Linked DNA regions of Hordeum vulgare: region 1 is linked to region 2. A link is a contact called in public Hi-C data. All regions are on one chromosome and are shown on one strand. Each heading gives the region's core, a stretch centred on a gene start, on an enhancer-like site or on the middle of the called end of the contact. The rest is flanking DNA. Distances are from core to core; before and after follow the strand shown.

The links. A called contact is a pair of places that touch in the nucleus more often than the background predicts.
Region 1: a contact with region 2 is called in a Hi-C map of seedling, with 3 times the contacts expected there. The contact joins the enhancer-like site here to the promoter of LOC123402578 in region 2. A contact is called at or near these places in 2 of 6 Hi-C or Micro-C datasets (leaf and seedling) and 1 of 1 datasets of contacts at active chromatin or transcription factors (embryo).

The regions. Positions count from the first base shown.
Region 1 is chr6H:279,895,383-279,901,852 of MorexV3_pseudomolecules_assembly, forward strand. No RefSeq gene overlaps it. Among protein-coding and RNA genes, the nearest start is that of LOC123402578, 940 kb to the left of the region's middle. Within about 2 kb of position 2,854, at least 3 of the 3 cell types and tissues checked have open chromatin away from gene starts, as enhancers often do. A contact at or near this core is called in leaf and seedling, where this site is marked.
Region 2 is chr6H:278,954,616-278,960,815 of MorexV3_pseudomolecules_assembly, forward strand. LOC123402578 (CDT1-like protein b) reads right to left here and starts at 4,144. Exons shown (of 4, transcript XM_045096504.1): 1 at 4,041-4,144; 2 at 2,838-2,957; 3 at 2,692-2,746; 4 at 1,347-1,407. The coding sequence starts at 4,129. The coding sequence ends at 1,363.

The DNA.
Region 1 (6,470 bases), core at 1,604-4,103, 940 kb after region 2:
ATTTTCTTGGTCAAGGTCATTTTTGCGAGTCAAGGAAAATTAACCCCCATGCCTAAAATTTGTCTCTAATCCTTTTTTCCTCTTCTTTTCTTCCTTTGGCTATACTTATTCTGTAATTGGAATAAGCACATTAGAGACAGAGGACCAGCCACGCCAAAACTCCAGGTCGACGCAAAGCCCAATCTCCCCTATCTAGCCCTAGAGACATGGACAACTTCGACTCGATGCTCATGTCTCCCTCCTCGTGTTGTCAAACACAACACACACACACACACATATAGAGGAGCAAGAGCGTGCGCGCCGACCTCCCTTGCCAGACCTCTACTCTACCTCGGCCTCCCAGTCGTTGTCGTGCACCTCCAACCTCCGTCATCTCCCATGTCACGTCAGTCGATGACCACCTCCCCATGTCGCAACACACGGGAGCCTTATCCGAGCATCGCCCCCTGCTCTGCCCGTGCAGCCATCCGCGCCACCGCCCGCAACTTTAAGCTGAACTTGTTGTCGTACTCGACCCCACCGCCACTGCATCGCCTGCACCTGCCATGCTCAACCTCTTGTTCATGCACCATGCCAAGCCACCTCCTCGTCGTTCCCGACCTCACATCGATCCCCTTGCTCGATCTCGCCTCTAGCTCCCGATCGTGCCACCAGGGAGAGAGCCATCCATGCACCATGCCCCGACCTTCCTCTTCCCCGCTCAGCACATCGCTGCGCCTCTCCACTGTCCAGCACCCGCGAGCCGCCCCCTCGACGCCTTCCTGCTATTGCTATTAGTTGCAGCTGCCTTCCCGTGCTGTCACCGATCTGCTGTAGATCAGGCATGCTCCACCCTGCTGCTCGTGACGTCGACCTCATACAACTCCATGGCCTCGAGGAGCACCACATCCACGAACCCCCATGGCCTTCAGATGCAGTCGGATCTTTTGTCCTGTTAGATACCGACGCGTGAAGGCTTTTGTGTCATTTCGTTTGGTTCATGACATGTCCCTTATCACCAAGCCTCGTGTCTACAAGTGCCAGACCTACCCTGAAGATCCTATGGTCATCAACTGCCTGTATGACTGCCGTCAACGAAGATCGGCAAGTGAACCTCTATGTTATCATGGATCCATCAAGATCGTCGCGCGAATGAATACTTCCACTACGGCACGTGTACAACTACTTTCCTCAACGAACATCGGTCCACCCCAAATGCACGCTACAAAGGTATACCGCTGAGACGATGCCTGTGGATGAATGCATTGTTATGTGAGATGTGACGTTGTTCATTTCATATATGCCATGTTAGTTGTAGGTGCCTCCATATTCATGCCACTGGCACATGGGAACCCGGTAACCGGGATCACCCCATCATTGTTTGGCATGACCTGCTCACACCCGCAATTCTTTCGCATCGGTATCTCAACGGGTTACCAGAACCAAAACGTTGTTGTGGCACCGTTTTCGCTTTCATTGCCGTGCCAACCTTTTCCTTCCGCCATGATAATAAATGCTCCATATCATATTATATGCCAAAGTTTTCATTATATTGCTTGTAATACAAATGTGTCATCCTCATGCATGATTAAGAACATTTAAAATATTGTTTGCATTAATACTGCCAAATGCCATGTAAAAATGGTTTATTTCATAACTAAATAACCGTAGCTTCAATTTTAATGATCTACAAATGTAACTTGACTAGAAAAACATGTAAAATCACATGATGCACTTTATTTTCCTGTTTAATTAGTATAAAACATGTTTAGTTCAGATCTGGACCAATTTCAAAATTAACGTATGGGGTCATTTCGAAAATGCTATATGTTGTTTCCGACCTCGTTTAAATGTCTAAATGGTGTAGTTAATTTATGCTTCACCTCTTGCCATATAAACCAACATTTAAGCTTCCCGTATAAATAAATGAGGGTGAGTTAAATGATTCGAATGCGGAATTTCGTTAATATGCAACTCGTTGCATATTGAGCTTCACTTAACGTGTAGTATTTGATTCTTGTGATTGTCATGCCTTGCATTACTATCAAGACATGCATCATATGGGTCTGTGCATCATGTCATTCATACGTTTTGTGTTTATTGTGTGTTGATTTTTATTTCCGGATTGTTTGTTCTCGATAGAGTTCTAAACCACTTTGGAGTTTGTGGATTCGTCCAACTACATCGATTTCTCTACTTCACGGTTTCGTTCTTCTTCCAAGCGGAATCATAGGCAAGATGATCATTTCCCTAGATACCAGTACTATCATTCTCATGGTAGTTGTCTCGTTTCTATTGCCATGTCACGCTGTGTAACAGCTCGGAATCGATGCTCCAGAAGATTTCCCTTTTATTCCATTGTCACTGTGTGATTTATTTGGTTGCTGCATTCATCATCGCATCATTTGCATCATACGCATTGAATCGGCACTCCATTGCCGTCATTTTTTTTTTAAACTTACATCCGTTATTACTTGTAGGTTGTCTCTGTTTTTGTCCGTGGCCATATTAAGACCAACCACACACGCACGCGCCCGTGGCACCGATAAAATATTATTTTCCAAACTGTGTACAGAACATTCTCGGAATGGGTTGAGAATTGACGTGTGGTCTTTTTTTGTAGTTAGACCACCTAAAACTTTTGTCGCATTCAGAGTTCGTTTGATACCCGAACCATTAAATATATAACGGCACTAAACTCGGTTTAATTATCGGAGGTTTTATGGGTTTAAAAACAATGTCACAGACTGCCATCTTCCCTCTTATCTCAGCCCAAGACCCCCTACACATCCCACTAGCCCAGCCTAGCCTACCCCTCCGTTTTGGATCGACCGGTCGAGATTTGACGGTCCGAAATCAGGAAAAATAGCTAACCCTGCCAACCGTAGCTCCTCCCCATCGACCCTGCCTTGCCGGCGCCGCCGCCAACTAAAGCGCCATCGCCGTACCTGACTGTCCCTCGCTAGAGCCGCCTCGTTGTTTCCCAGCTCCTCACAGGCGATGCCAAGCCGCTGCGCCATGCCGCGCCCCCGCATCCCGCTGCCTCACTAAGCGGCCGCTGACCGCCTCCCGACTTCCACCGACCGGATCTGGGTTCCGACGCCCATCACAGCCACTGTCCCTTTCCTAGCGCCAAATCCATCCGCAGGCAACCCAGCCATGACCGCAGTTCCAGCGCGGGCTCCTGCATCATTGGGAGGACGGTGCCTCGACCTACCCCTCGTCGTTGTCCAGTGCAAGGTGGGTTATGCGAGTGCCTCGCCCCATGGGCCGCTGACCGCATGAGGCCCAACGCCAAGGCTTGCCTCACCCGCAGCCAGGTCGTGGCCCATCCACTGCCTCCTCTAGCCGGCCCAACCTCGTCACCCAACTGCTCGCCCCGTGGTCCTCCTTGCCGACTTGGGCCGAGCCTAGCTAGGTGAGATGCTACCCGAGCTCCCCAATCTCTTGCCCAGTGCGTAATTTTATATCCAACACCTGATGCTCATATTGGCCCAGTTCAGTCAGATTCGACCCGTGTTACGTTTTTCCCATTAGTGATTTTTTCAATGAACCAAGACATTTTAATTATAGAAATTTGCATCATTTTAAAATGATAATAACTATTTAACCGTGCATCGGATGGAAATAAACTATATATGTGAAATCTCCACAATTTTGTGTAGATTAATAATATTCCACTTTCATGCATGTTTAAAAATGTTTAAACCGTTGTTTGCATTATTTTGCATGTTGTCATATTAAAATGGTTTAATTCATATCAACATAGCCGTGCGTCGAATTTAAAAACTTCATATATGTTAAATGCTTATAATGTTGTGTAGATTCACAATATTCAACTCTCACATGTGTTTAAAATTGTTAACTTGTTGTTTTCATTTAATTTGCATAGATGCCATGTTAAAAAAGTTTGCCTCATAATTATATAACTACAACTACGATTAAAATGTTTCATATATGTAACTCGACCAGAAAAATGTTTAGAACAACATGGTGGCATTTATTTTACTGTTTAAGAAATCTAAAATTGTGCATAGACAGAACATTACCGAATCTTAATTTGTTCCGGCCTCATTTGAACTTGCTTAGAATCTCATGCAGTTTCATAATATCTTGTGCATCCATGATTTAACATTTTGTGGTTGTCATTTGCATCCATTTTGGATTCGTGGCATATCATCTAGTGTTGCTCATATCTTTTAGACCATAGCTTCTTTTTAAATGATCTATATATGTAAATCGACTAAAATGACCTCTAGAATCATATGGTCCACTTTATTTTGCTGTTTAACAAATATATAATATGTTTAGTTCATATCTGGACCAATTTTGAAATTAATATATGGGGTCATTTCGGAAATACTATATGTTGTTTCGGAGCTCATTAAAAATGCCTAGATAGTGTACTTTATTTATGCTTTACCTCTTGACATGTTTAACAACATTTAATATTGTCGTGTACCTAAACGAGAGTGAACTAAGTAATTCAAGTGTGTAGTTTGGTCAATATGCAACTCGTTGCATATTTAGCTTCACTTAATGTGTAGGAGTTGATTGTTGTGCTTTACCATGTCAAGCATAATTAAATGGACATGCATCATATTTGATCATGCATCATGTCATGAATATGTTGTGGTGTTTATTGTGTGTTGATTGTTGTTTCCGGGTTGTTTCTACTCGATAGAGATCTGAACGGCTCTGGAGTGTAGGATCGTTCGACTACGTTGGTTCGTCTACTTCATGGATTCGTTCTTCTTCCAAGCAGGATCACAGGAAATATTATTATTTCCCTAGATACGATTACTATCATTGCCATGCTAGTTGTCTCGTTTCTATCGCTATGCTTTGCTGCCTACCACATGTTGATGTCACCCTCCCAATATTGCCATGATAAGCCTGTAAAGCATTGTTTGGCTATGTTACTCCTTGCTCAGCCTTCTTATAGCATGCTAGTTGCAGGTCCAGTTTTTTCCATGTGGCAACATGGGTTCCTTGTTATATCACCATATTCTTGCTCTTTAATTTAATTCACCTATATACTTGGTAAGAGGTGGAAAGCTTGGCCTTATAGCTCGGTGTTTTATTCCACCTTTTTCGCCCTAGTTACTTGCAAACCGGTGTTATGTTCCATATTGACCACTCCTAACATGCTTGGGGTTGTTATGGGAACTCCCTTGACTTTCGTTTTGGAATAAACTCGTCTGGCAAGACTGAACATTGGTACTATTTGCTTAATAACAACTAATAAAATTTGCATAGGGAAGTGATCACCCTATGGATAATTAATCATCCCACCTCGGGCCAGTGCTCCTGATGAGAGTTAGTCCAACCCATTACACTATGAGGGGCCAACCCAAGGGAACTTGGGTGATTTCTGTCAGCCCACTGTAAACTAGCTTATCCGACGTGTCCTGAGACTGAGATACGCGACTCTTATCAGGGTCGTCTCTACATCGGGCAGTCTTGCTGGATCTGTTTTACCCTTCTCGATCGTCTTGTGCGAGGGATTCCGTTGATACTTTGGGCTATCTCGAGGTTGCGGTTTTTCACCAGGAATCCGAGGAGATCACGGGTTTTTTGTGGTCGAGGTTTCCGGCGCAGCTTGTGGTAGTTTGTGATGGACTAGTTGGAGCACCCCTGCATGGTTAAATCTTTCTAAGAGCCATGCCCGCGGTTATTAGCAACTTGGAAACTTTGTTTAACACCAGATCATAACAAACTTGAAGTAAATTTAATTAAAATTTGCCAACTATGGGCATAAGCGTGACTGTCTCTTCTCGTGAGCTCTGTATCCGAGAGAGGACATAGTGGGGTAATGTTTGATGTAAGTAGGTGTTCTGGATCACTTCGGGATCCTTTTAGTTCACATCCTTTAGGCGTAGATCATCCCCCCTTTCATTCTTGTACCCGTAAGTTACCCATTAAAATAAATGCTTAGTTGCTTGCTGCAGCCTCACCACTTAACTATACCTCAACCAATAAGCTTTGTTAGTCTTTATACCGTTGGAAATGAAAATGCTGAGTGCCAGTGTCTCACAGATTACTATAACAACACTTGCAAGTACAGTTAAAATGATACTTTGACGTGAAATTGATGATTGTTCTATTTGGAGATTCCTTCTTCTTCGTCAACTATCTAAAATGTGTTCCAGGCCGGCACCCTGGTATAGCAAGGACGGAAGTTGTTATTTTATCGTTTGATTTCGTCCATTCACTACTGGAATTCATAAATTTGCCGTCTGCCATGCCTTTGTTGTCTGCTGACGCATGGAAAAGATCCTCTTTGCCGTCAGCTGGTACAAAGCCGACGGCAAAGAGGTTGCTGATGGCAAAGGTTTTATTTGCCGTCTGCCACCTCTTTGCCGTCTGCTGACGCATGGCAAAGGCCCCACAGGCGGACGACAAATAGTACACAGACGGCAAAGGGGCGCCACCCTAACGGCCAAATCCCGCCCCACCCCACCCACCCCTTTGCTTTCTGCCTCCCAGCC
Region 2 (6,200 bases), core at 2,894-5,393:
TTAACATGGCAAGCTGACGTGGCATAGAATCATCCCCGTCCAATTCGACGTTTTAAATGGGCCGAGCCCATTAATCCAGCCCATTTAATGTTTTTTCTCTTCAATTTTGATCAGCTACATGGGCCAAGCCCAACAACCTTTTATTTTTTGGGCCGCAGCCTTTTACAGTTCATATTGTTTTGGGCCTAATCCTTTTTTCCAACCCACTTGTCAATTTTCTTTTGTTTACTTTCCATTTTAAAGTAGGACCCACTAGTCAAATGGGAATCAATTACGTGGATTGCTGTTTGGGTACCACACGTCAATATAGGGAAAAGATTATGTTCCACCGGCCGATCGCACGCGGCCGTCCGTCAGCTCCGCGGTCGTTCGATTTGATCACAGAGTCGCACCACATCCTGTGTGTGCCCAAGCCGCTTTCGTTTCCTGCAACTGACCTATTGTTTCAGGACAAGTATTCTTCATACTGGATACAAGTAGGGATGTTTCGGGGGCTCATTTGACTGGGAGGACGAGTAGCTGGATTTGGATTTTTCTTGCAACATCCTCCTTGTTGCAAAAAAAAATCTGCAACATTAACTTTGTTGAAAAAATAATATTATGATGCAAAAGTTCCGCAACACGGCCCGTGTCGCAAACACCGGAACTCAACATTACGCTTGTTGCAAAAGTTGTCGGCTCAATTTTGTCGGTCATCCCGTATTAAATCTTTGTGGCAGAAAAAATTGCATAGCCATTTACAGCTTTGTCAGGACCGAAACAAAGAGGTTGCTTGGGCAACTAGTTTGTTGTTTCAGGAATTAATATGACGACTGAGCTGCATCCCAGGAATTAGATCAGATGGTTGCAGATGACTGTGCGCGTGGACATTTGACGATTATCGTGGTGGGGGACGTGTTTTAAATTTTTATAACAAGGATCTTGTTGCAAAAAATTTGAGAATAAGAGGTTTTGCAACACAGGACTTGTTGCAGAAAATAAGAGTTTTTTTTTGCAACAAAAGATTTGTTGTAGAAAATTAAAGAGAAGTTTTCGCAACAAGAGTATTGTTGCAAGAAACTAGTGCAGAGAAACTGACGGCTCGCGCCACACAATCAACGGCTCATGAGGCGACGGATCCTTTTTAAAGATCCGCCGGACGACGCGTAGCATGCCCCATTCTATATTTATGCAATTAGATAATTTGATTCTAAAAGAGCCAATTAGACATAATATTTCATACAAGAACATGCAAAGTACACTACAATCACACATAGTACAAATCTGGTACTCAGCTATAAAATACAACTAAGTATACACATAACTAGCTCCAGTGAGCTAAAACGGATTGGTGGGAATGGGTTTTCTTCGGGATTCTTCTTCCTAAAGATCGTGTACACCCAAATTTTGAAGAATGAAGGCCAGCATCTGCAAGTAATAAATTATAAAAAGTTAGAAACATAATCAATTGAATTCGTGAATATAAAAATCTCATAACGATGAAAATTTGTTGCAGAACTTTAGATTTAACAGAAAACCATGCATATAACATTCTCATAACAACGAAAACTAAGATACATTTTGCAAATGATAAATACCAGCACAGTGCAAGTTAACACAACAAATGGACAACAAACAAACGAAGTATAACTATAAGCAGACAACAAATATCAGTGAAAGCAGTACCAAGTAACCGACATCAAGCTCTCAAACAGGCAATGGTAGGCACAATTGCTGCGTCCGATAAAACAAGGATATATGTATGCGTGTATGTCATGTTCGCTGCGTGCGGATGCCATCAAACGGACACCCACATGGGTTTCTCAGGAAAAAAATTGATGGGGACTGAATGAAAAGACACTGGAAAGTTACTTGCAATGCAGCCGCTACCCAGTAGTATTGGGTGGTGCTTGCTTGCATGGTTACTGCAGTTGGGAATGGAAGCTAATGGCATGGACCAGGTAAAACTCAGTAAGCAGTGTAACGCAGACAAAAGTCATGAAGCAGAGTAACACAGACAAAAGTCATCAAGCAGAGTAACACATACTCATCATGAGACATATGAAAAAATACTGTGAAGTCCAAACTGACTCGGACACAGACACAATGACTGTAACACAATGCTTGAACCAGCACCAGCACCAGCAGCAAGGAATAGAAGCTGGCACTTTGATATGAATACAGTAAACTCCAAACTCATAGGGACAAAACGCTAATGCTAATGCAATGCAAACTCATGGGAGAAACTAGAAGTAACATGCAAAATCACTTGGCACAGTTGCGCTGACAATGTTAGGTTCAGCATGCTACACGTACACGCAATTTTATTTTATGAGCAGTAAAACGGAGCAGCAAATCCCGGTCATACATTAAGAAATTAATGTATTATGTAACTACAGAGCTATTACATAATACAGTTTATTAATGTAAACATTTTATCATTTCTTAATGTATTGTTGGCTGTGTAGTTACATGATAGTAGCTCTGGTAAGTACGTGCAAACAAATTTGTAGCAGGCCGAATACTCCCAGCTCCAAATGCAACCAAGAAGCAAGCAAATTCCCACCATAATCCGTCACAGCTAGAGTGATTAAACATGCCAAAATCCCGAAAACAACTATTCCGTGTGCTATCGGAGAGATACAATTTGAGCCTACCAATATAATATGTGCCAAGACTGTTCACAACAATACTAGCATGAACACGCTGTACCATAGCCTCGGGCATGATGTACTTGAGCTGTGCGAGATGGCCATAGGTAAACCTCCTGCAGACAGAATTGTGTAAATTAGAGACTAGATTATTTAAATCAAACGGAGCAGCAATCATCTGATTGTTTTGTCATAAGAGGCCAGTACCTCTCAGCCAAGTTCCGAATGCTAGCGCAGATGTTGGGGAATGTTGCCTTGGATCCCTTCATGCGGAGGAGCCGGGTGGAGCTCTCAAAGCAGTTGAAGAACTCGCAGAGAATCTCATAGCTGATCATCATCAATGACATAAACCAAATTAGAAAACAGAACTGGTGCAATACAAAGATGCTGGAATTTAACAGGGTGAATTTTGCATCTAGATAACAATTGCAATTATCTAATGTCAGTTGCGGTAAATTGCATCAGAGAAATAAAACATACAGATTGTTGTTGGTTTCACTAAAATGATGATGGTCCGAAACTATGTAAAAGGATTCAGTTTGGGGGCACCCAAGAAAGCAGGCTAGATCCACCCAAGAAAGGTCAATTTGAGTTCTTTGGGCTGCAGTCAGCTCCTGGATTATGTCACAACTATTATTACACACTCTAGTCTCAGAGTGGTCTCTAAATTTTGTTACCTCCTCCTCTTCTGAGGGCACTTGGTCCCTGCAGATCTCCAACATCATATTTGTTGACCAACCTACCGGGACTGGGTTCAGCTACAGCTCTGACGAGACAGGGGTCAACAATGATCTGTATGACTTCCTCCAGGATCAGTTTACTTCTTTACTCTATCGATCCAATTCGAAGCAGTATTTTACTACACTACTGCAGAAACGTGGTTTATTCATTCAGCAAGAAATACTTTATCAAAAAGATGCTAAAACGTCCTCCAGGTGTAAGATCATCATATAACAACATAAAGGCCTAAACACATCAGGGCACTCTTTTATTTGTAGTACTAGTTTGGTTTCAGTTAACAATGCTCATATATAGTGCAGTCCTACTTTCCTAAGGCACAACAATTCCTTTACATTTGGATATTCCCACCGGAGCATAACCCATTTTTCCTGATTAAGTGCATTACAAGATGTTTCTCCACACTTTCTAAATTCGGTGCTAGCTATTTCTGCACCCCTTAATCGACCAGAACAAAGAATATCTATCCCCTTCAACCTCTTTTGGATAACTGTACAAGAATTCGAGCGCATCCTTGGAACGATTCAGTTTCAGGCGAAGTTGAGGAAAAAAATGACAGATTGATGTTGGTTTTATACTAGACTAAGAAAACAGGACTGGATTTCATGGGGGTAAGCAGGAGATGAAACGGTAACCGCAGATCTGCGGCAGTTACCTCTTCGGCAGCTTTACCTTGGGCCTGCGCTTGACGGGGCTGCGGCCGACGCCGGCGCCCACGCCGAGCTCCCTCTCAATAGACTAGAGCGCGTCCACCCCGGCATCAACCTCCGCCACGGGGCCCCTACCGGCGCGATGCAGCTCGAGCGCCGCCCGCCGGACCTCCTTGACGGACAGCGCGACGGCGCCGCCGCTGCGGCCCCTCCGCAGCAGCGGCCGCTGCTTTGTCTTCTCCGGCGTGACCAGATCCAACGCGGCCGCGGCCACCTTCTTCATCTTCTCCGGCGTGGCGAACTGGCCGACCGACGAGGCGACGGACGTCTTCACCTTCCACGGCGACCGGACGCTGGCGGCCACCGTCCGGGGCTTCTTGGATGGGGTGCCGGCGTCCATCGCGGGGAGGGGGAGGGGGAAGGCTGCGGTAGGGTTCGGCGTGCGAGATGGCCATAGGAGCGGGGAGAGAGGGTGAGGGGGTGAATGCCACCGTCAGACGCGCGCTTGCTGCTGCTCGCCCGCATCTCCATCTCCATGGGCGGTGGTGGGTGGATGGGTGGGGGGCTGTTGCATGCGGCGGATCGAGATCTGGGAGGGAGATGTGGATCGAGGGAGACATAGGGTTTCAGAGAGAGTGGATAGAGAGAGAGATGGCCACGAGGGGTTGGGTTTGGTGGGTTTGCGGTGGGTTGGATGGACAGACAAATGAACAGATGTATGGGTGCATGGATGGACGGATGATTGACATGTCATCCATCCATGTCACGTCACGATTGTTTCCACCAACCAGAATAAAATTTATGTAATTTTGTTGTTTTTTATTTTTAATTATATTTTACCTTTTTATATTTTTTTCAAATGATTTCATTTTTTCAGAAATGTGCATATTGCAATGACAAGCAATGTTGTTTTTGTTCCTAGCACAACCAATTCCATCAAGCAGAATAAAGCATATGTCATTGTATTTTTCCTATTGTTTTGCTTTTTTTTTTACATGATAAAATCCAAATATGATATTATGGAGTATACAAGCTTTCATCTTAGAATTATAAAAAATGTTGTCAAAGGAACTTTTCATTTTCTTTGCACGAAAAATCCATTTTCCATTTTTCGAGTGTTCAAAGTGAGTTTTTTGTGAAGGACCTACCATATATTTGTTTCAAAATTGTACCAAATAATTTTTATAAAATACTAGGACATATTTAATGTACAATTAACCAAATGGTTGGGTGTTAAAATCTTTTATCCACCTCTAGTGAAAAAGACAAATTGTCGCCGATTTAGCACGAAGCGGGTCAAATTTGAACTAAAGGTGCCTCATAGTTTTTTCATGATTTTTCCTAAAATTATTTTTAGGTAAAAAATTATCTGTTTAATTAGAGATCCAACAAAATTTTGATAAGATTCAACCCCTAGCTATGAACGGTCATGCCCGACATTTCGACCGCATTTCGAAACGGGCACAACAAATTAAAAAAAAATGCAAAACCTTCGCGTTGTGTGATAATATGTGACCAAGTTATCAGGAAAAATAATAAACTTGTAATACAGTGATTACTTTAAAAAAGTGTTCTCAGAAATGGGTTATAGTGTGTGAAGATTCATGGCTTTCAAGCCAAATGATCAATCTTATGGCCACATTCATGGCATAGTTTGTTCAAACGATCTAATATTATGCACAAGGGTGCATATTGGAATGGCAAACAATGTTGATTAAGGAAGTTTTCATTTTCCTTGTATGAAAAATTGTCCGAAATGAGTTTTTTTGTGAAGGACCTACCATATATTTGTTTCAAAATTGTACCTAATAATTTTTCTAAAATACTAGGCCATATTTAATGTACAATTGACAAAATGGTTGGGTTTTAAAAGCTTTTATCCACATCTAGTGAAAAATACAAATTGTCGTCGATTCAGTAGGAAGCGGGTCAAATTTGAACTGCAACTGCATTGTAATTTGCTATTTATTTTTCCCAAAAATCATTTATTGGTACAAAAGTATCTATTTAATAAGAATTACATGGTGTGGTGGCTTGACGCCGAGGTTTCGATGGTGGTCGAGTGCCCCAACTCCAGAGCGCGTGAACTTACATGCGAGTCGCGTGGTCACCACGTTACCGTTGCATTGCCATGCATTCTCGGTGGAATAGGCATGTCTGGTGGGTTAGACACTCCCTCGGT